Linked DNA regions of Gossypium hirsutum: region 2 is linked to region 1. Evidence: chromatin contacts called from public Hi-C data. All regions are on one chromosome and are shown on one strand. The core of a region is the stretch at or near the end of the contact, and the rest is flanking DNA. Distances in the headings are between cores, read along the strand shown.

What was found. Hi-C and Micro-C count contacts between places; a contact is called where the count stands out from the background.
Region 2: a contact with region 1 is called in a Hi-C map of leaf, with 5 times the contacts expected there. The contact joins two enhancer-like sites. A contact is called at or near these places in 10 of 34 Hi-C or Micro-C datasets (callus, hypocotyl, leaf and 2 more).

What each region holds. Positions count from the first base shown.
Region 1 is chrD03:5,248,590-5,252,166 of Gossypium_hirsutum_v2.1, forward strand. No RefSeq gene overlaps it. Among protein-coding and RNA genes, the nearest start is that of LOC107950427, 5.3 kb to the left of the region's middle. Within about 2 kb of position 2,047, at least 4 of the 9 cell types and tissues checked have an H3K27ac peak or open chromatin away from gene starts, as enhancers often do. A contact at or near this core is called in hypocotyl and leaf, where this site is marked.
Region 2 is chrD03:5,366,469-5,370,045 of Gossypium_hirsutum_v2.1, forward strand. It overlaps LOC107950422 (probable glucan 1,3-beta-glucosidase A), which reads left to right. Exons shown (of 10, transcript XM_041089666.1): 8 at 1-101; 9 at 187-366; 10 at 460-744. The coding sequence ends at 572. Among protein-coding and RNA genes, the nearest start is that of LOC107950422, 5.4 kb to the left of the region's middle. Within about 2 kb of position 1,768, at least 8 of the 9 cell types and tissues checked have an H3K27ac peak or open chromatin away from gene starts, as enhancers often do. A contact at or near this core is called in hypocotyl and leaf, where this site is marked.

The DNA of each region.
Region 1 (3,577 bases), core at 797-3,296:
AAGCAAAGGGGATATGTTTTGAATCCAATTGATCCATTTGTGGTGAAGACGAATTGATGAGTTATTGTCATTGAAAGGCACTTGTTTTGTCAATTTTTTCACCATGTATATCAGCTTTCCCACCCCCTAAAATAAATTTATTAAAAAAACCATGATGGTCATCTATGAAAAACCATGAAAAAGAAAAAGTGGGGACGAAGGAATTATTTCTTTGATGACAACAACACGTGTGAGTTGGGTTTTTATATTTTCTTGGGTTCTCAAGGAAACCCACACAAAGAAGAAAAAATTATGAGTTGTGTGCATGTGAGATCTACAAAAAAAAAAGTTGGAATTTTTGGTGTGAAAAAAACCAAAAAATTCCCTGTTTCCAGGGAAACAAAAGCATATCAGAAAAGAAAGGCTGTCTGCTATGATGCTATAAGATGGTTCTTCGTCATCTATACAACCCCTCTCTGTTTTCAAAGATTTAATCAAAGAGTTGAAGGAAACCTTGATGAAGAAAATAATGAGAAATCCTATATCAAACAGGAAATGATATGCTTTTGACACTTCTCTTTTATATATTTGGATGCCAGTATGGGGAAAGATTAAGGTATTGGGCACATTGATTGGTGTGGGTGACTGGTGTTAAAAAATAATAATAAACTTCAGAGAATTTTGTTGGGATTCGTACACTCATCATTGATGTATGGACATTATGACAACTAGGAGCTGTTGTTGAAAAGCTTCTTGATTTGGGTAATGAGGACTCCTTTGAAGAAAGTTACAAAAAGGGGGGAGGAAAAAAATGACTGGTGCTATTGATTAAATTTGCCCCTTTAAGAGAATATGGTACTTGTGCAAGTGACCATAACTTGCAGTCTAATCATACGAGTCATTTGAGTTATCAGTGCATATCCAAAACAGGAACACATGAGAATGAGGGCATCTACTTGCTCATGTTTTTGCCCAACCTTATCTCCCTAAACAGCTCAACCTTATAAGCATATGCAACAATGTCAAGGTGAAACTGTTTTAGAACTGAAGAATGGGTAAAAATAATCTTTACTGGTTTACAAGATCCTACAATGATCTCCATTTTTTTTTGTTTCTGGGTTATTTTCAATTAATTTTGAAACCTGTAAAAAGGGTTCATGTTTGTTTGGTAAACAGGATGTTGAAGATTTACAATAGCAGATACAACGAATTAGCCTTTTCTCCTACTGTGCACGGGACACCTTTTTGGTTTGCCCTTGCAAACTTAATCACTTAGTCGCTCGGCCAAAGGTTCACTTGCTTGGGGAACTTACCATCACATTCTCTGCCTCCCATCACATGCATCGTAAAGACTTTATGATTGACTATCTATAGTATAGTCAATTACATTTTAAGAAAATTTAGTTACATCTTATTACATCTTAATTGAATACCTCATTTGACTTTATAAATAATTATTTGTTGAGATCCATGATCAGCTCACCACTAAAACCATTGCTCATACAAGGCTCTCCTCATCACCAAAAGAAGGGGAGTCTTGTCTTTCTACTTCAACCACTAGCATATCATTAGGGACCCCCAAACTTCGCATCCTTTACATCCCATCACTTGCATCATGAAGATCTTGCAACCGACTACCTACAACATAGTCAATCACATTCTAAGAAGATCTGGTCGTACCTTATCACATCCTAATTAGACACTTCATTTGACTCTCTACAAACATCTATTTATTGAGATCTTTGATCAACTCACCACTAAAACCACTAATCCAAAAGAAGCAAGTCTTTTTTTCCTACTTAAATCATTATGATATCATTAGTGACCTCCCAAAAACCCTCACGACATTGGTGTTCCCTCACATGCATCACAAAGACTTTATAAGAAGTTACCTACGATATAATCACATTCTAGGAGGATATGGTCACATCCTATCATATTCTTATTAGACACCTCATTTGACTCTATCACCCGTCTTATACAGTAAAACAACTATTCGTTGAGACTCATGACCAGCTCACCACTAAAACCACCACCTGTACAAGGCCCCCTCACGACCAAACCTTGCAACAACATAGTCATGAACAAAAAAACTAAGAGAATTAACCCAAAACTCAGATGCGACCATACCCACATGGCCTTTTGTGATAGATAACCGAGTTGAATAAGATGTTCTAAAAGTGACAGGAAAGAGGCACTTGAAAATTGGGTTTTTTTTCTTTGCATACTTTAGAGAGTAGTAGGAAAGAGAGAGGTCTTTTTGTCTTTGGATAGCTACCTATAAAGTCCAAAGGGGCTATATATGAACAACTGTATACAGAATCTAACAGGGAAAAAAATTAAAAATAAAAGGAAAAGGAATATGAGGGGCCAAAGATGGAAGAAAAGGTTGAATGGGTGGATGAGCTTTTTAGAAATTAAGAGGGTAGAGTACCCTTAATGGTAGGCAGCTTTTCCTCTTTTGCTTTCTTTTATGTTTTGTGGGTGCTCTCTAAAAGCTAAGTTGATAAAGTTTGGGAAAGTGAATTTCTACTTACTTAAGTGGAAAAGGCTAAACAATATATATTTCTAATTTTGAAATTCAAATATCAATTTCTATAATTTTCTTGTTGTGATTACAATTTTTTTCTTTACTAAAAAAGAGAGTAAATGTATTATATTAGTTTTAAAAAAAAATTAATTAACGTCTTTAACTTCATGAATATTCAATTGATATAAGTGAAATGTGACACTTAACCCAACAAACACTCTCAACAATATATAAAAATATCTAACTTAAATTAAGAAGCATGGGCAACCTTACTCCCATGCACCCTTATGCAAAGGTAGCTCTTTGGTAGCTTGAAATCTTTACAAAAATATCTAGCTACACCTTTATTATCCATCCTCTCTTTCATTTTAATATTATTTTATTAAAATTTCTTTTTGCTCTCGATGATTATTAATCTCTCACTAACTTTAGAATCGAAGAGTATCACAAAGTACAAACTTCAATGCTTTTATGGTTTATCCTTCATTTTGCAAGATGTTTCATCTTAAACTCGAGATACAATATCTAACTAACAGATTCTAAGGAAGATGTTAAGAAATCACATTACAGATGAATTATCATAGAGAAGCAAACATATGGATATAGATCATTACATAAATAATGTCTCATGGTGTTTTCAATTTCAAAGTAACTAATGTCAAATGATAAAAGTGAACCCACTTTGGTAGCTAAATTTAGATTTTAAATATTTGATAATTGACAATGAATTCATGCTTGATTACTCCCAACAGTCCAATGACATCATAGAATTTCACAATAAGAAAAAAGAAAACACAAACAGTTTGATTCGCAGAAAAAAAAAGAACTTGTTTTAATGGAGTCCCTGTTGGGTTTAATTAAGATCCAGGTTTTTGTTTTTTTGCGATCATAAGATCGGAGTTTTTGACCTTTCAACTGTTTTCTAACTCATATGTCATATTTCATTCTTAATCAATAACTTATATCATGCATCGACTTTTATGATATGTTAAATATATGAAAAAACTAATTAAATACTTATACATATCTGATGAAATCAAAGCTTTGAACATGCAATTTTTTAGCTAT
Region 2 (3,577 bases), core at 518-3,017, 120 kb after region 1:
TGTTAACTTGAGTGCTATAGATAATATCCAATTCATCTATAAGAGCAGGGAAGCTCAGCTACAAGCTTTGAATGGTGCCAATGGTCCCCTCGTTTTTATCGGTAACTAAGTTTCATTTCTTTTCCCAACTAAACAGTGTTCGACTTAAAACATTATGTTCTATGATTAGGGTTTTGTTTGTTTCAGGTGAGTGGGTGAATGAGTGGAATGTTACAAGTGGATCTCAATCAGAGTATCAAGACTTTGGAAGGGCACAGTTAGAGGTGTATAATGCAGCTTCCTTTGGGTGGGCTTATTGGACACTCAAAAATGATAGAAAGCACTGGGATTTTGAATGGAACATTAGGAACAATTATCTCCGATTAAGTAACATTCTAAACCCATCTCCATTTTGTTTCCAAACATGGATATTAAATCCCTTGGTTCTATCGCATTTCACGTTGACGTACATTCATGCAGGTAGTTCAGAGAAGAAAGTTTTCAATAGCCTAAGATGGCTCTTACTCGCATCGATTTGCTTCTATCAGTGTCAAATATTGGAGTTGGTTGAGAACTGGATACGAACCTGCTGAAGATGAAAGATCAAGTGCGGCTTTTTGTTTTCTGTCTTCCTTTTTCAGAAACCCTATCTTAAGCTCTTTGCTACTTCATTAGTCATGTCATTGCATTCATTCTGGGCAAATGTGCAAGTCCAATAATATTTTTAGAGTAGAAAATATCCAGAAGTCATTACCTCTTGTTCAATTCTTCCCGGAGAGCCATATAATTACGACTCGTATAATTACCATTTCACCTCTGATAATGAAACCTGATCCATAGTCAATCCCCACTCCGTCAGCTTCGCGTGACACTGTGATTTACTACCTATAACGTTCGTTGCCCTCCATGCCGACTACTAGTCACAACTCTTGATGCCCCAACCACTTGTTTTCAAATCGGAAACGTTTCCTTCCCCACTGCTCAAAGCTAACCTCCGTTTACAAAATAATTGGTGCATGGTCCGATGTCGTAGCCACCACAGATAACACTTCTGAGTTCGGGAAACAATTGAACCAACTCCTATTAGCCACTGCTCGATCCAACTTCTTTTGCACCCATGCTGCTGAGCCCCTACCTCTCTCCCATGTAAATCTATAACCCCTCCAACACACATCACGAAGATCACAGTCATCCAAGGCTCTCCTAAAACCATCAATTAAATAATGTGGGTGATCGGCTTCCCCCCTCCTTATCCTCCATGCTCGCTATATCATTAAAATCGCCAATCACAACCCACCGCTCCCCTCCCAACGACACCAAAGATTTCAGTAACTCCAATGACTCCCTCCTACTACTTCTTTCCGAAAACCCAAAAAAGCAAGTCAGCCTCCATTTCAAGCCATCCACCTCTTTACAAGCTTCGTTGATAAATTGAGGCATAATTAATCACCCGAATATGAACTCTGTTATCCTACCATTTTGTGAGCCCACCTCCTCTACCTAAACGATCCACCCCGAAACAATTAACCGCCCACCATAAACTAAAGTTTCTACTAAAAACATAAAATCCGGCCTATGATGACGGATCAACTCTTGAAGGGAACGAACTTCCCGGAGGTTGCCGAGACCTCGACAGTTTAAGCTTAAAATTTTCATGGCTGCCGGCAGGCCCGGCCATTGGATCCCACCGATAAAAATTTCCATTACCAATAATAGTCTCACCCACCATTAATTCATCTTGGTTATTGCCCAGCCCATTAGTCCCTTTCTCAACACCCATCCTAGGCCTCTTCTTACAGTCCATAATATTAATGGTCTTGTCCTCATTCAAACAGCCTCATATCCTCACATTCCTTTATATGGGCAAAAGAAATCCATGCTTTACCAATCTGATAATTGCCAGCCAAATTAATCCCTGGCGCTATACTGATTTATGAGATTGGATTTAGAATAATCATCTATAATCTTTCCCTTTCCATCCTTATCCCCCCGTAATTTGCTCTTCGTAGACATCACCTTCTTCACGTAACCACGGCTGGTAACCGGCGATGACCTCCTCCTCGGCGCTTTCAGAAATGTACCCTGCTCCAGCGGTAATTCCTTCTTACCATGTATATTGCACGTACATGACAAAAACTTTCTGCATGGTCTAATCTCCCGCACAAGAAACAAAGAAGCGTAAGTCTCTCATAGAGAAACCAAGCATATGCCTGAGACCCTGAGGCCAGCAAAATCTTCTTTTTCCTCTTCAACAGCACTTGGAGCATCTATAGCTACCCGGATACGTATAAACCCCTTACTACTAGCTTTAGCATTATAACTTACGAACCTCCCCACAAAATTACCGAATTGAGTTACCATTTGCTCGGACATTAATCCCTTTGGCAAGTCATGCACTTGTACCCAAAAATTCACAAAGAAGAGCAGGAGTTTTTGAGGATCATCACCTTCCTTCACTGGAAAACAAGGAGGTGATTTTTAAAGGTCCAAGGACCCCCATCAATCGCTCTATCAAACCTCGTAATAGAACTTAAAAGAGGAACCGCTTCTCCCCCAGATCCAATATTGTAACCCCTCCATTCGGATGCCATAAGTTAACAAAAGTATTCCTCATAGATTGGAAGTTTATAACACTCGCTGTCAGAAAACAACTAACCAAACTATATTCAACCGAGATCGGCGTACTCTCATCTCCAGTATTCATTTTCCATGGCTCCTCCTCACCCTCATCTATAGTCAACGCTGCTATCCCTTCCTCCATGAACCACCACTCTCAAAGCAAAGCCAACGAAGAACGAAACAACATAGACCAAAACAAAGAAAATAATCAACACATGCCACTAAGAGCAGCCATTTAATTGTTAAAATTAATAAAATTCGTATTTTATCTTATGAGATAATTTTAAAATTTTTCAGTTGAGTGTTTGGGAACCAAACAATTTTATTTTTGGTATGTTTCAATTTATCAGTTATATTAATTAGGCATATTTTAAGTATTTTATTAAATTAAATTTTTTTATTCTTATTTTTGGACCGATTTAACCTACAATTAGATTAATAAATTGTCGGACTACGAATCGATGGTCTGACCGGTTCGATCTTCCTTTAAACTTTACAATACATTATGTGTTGCTTCAATACAACAAAATCTCATTTCTGTTTTCCAGTTTTGTAAGGGTGACTTAACATCTATTGAATTTTTTCCATTTAACTTTCTAGAGAATGATCTAATTTCATGAACACAGTTCATTTGGCATAACTTTATCTCCCCCTTAGTCATACCTTGTTGCCAACAAGTGTTCCCTTTCCCTTTGGCATAAACTTTCGAAGTGAACCACATTCAACTTCCCAAATTAAATGTTGTTCCACAACCCCAAATTTGAGGGTTTCATTTAAATAGTTGGAATAATTGATGAAGTCTTCACTTAATTTTAGTCTATCACTTTTATTTGTTATTTATAATTTGAATTTATTTTATTTTGCTAATTTAAATAATTGTTGTTATTTCATTCCATTTTCTAGTTGTATAAATTCATAGAATTATCAATGAATTAAGTATGCTTTGTTCTCCATCTTTTTCAAAACATTGGCAATGAAT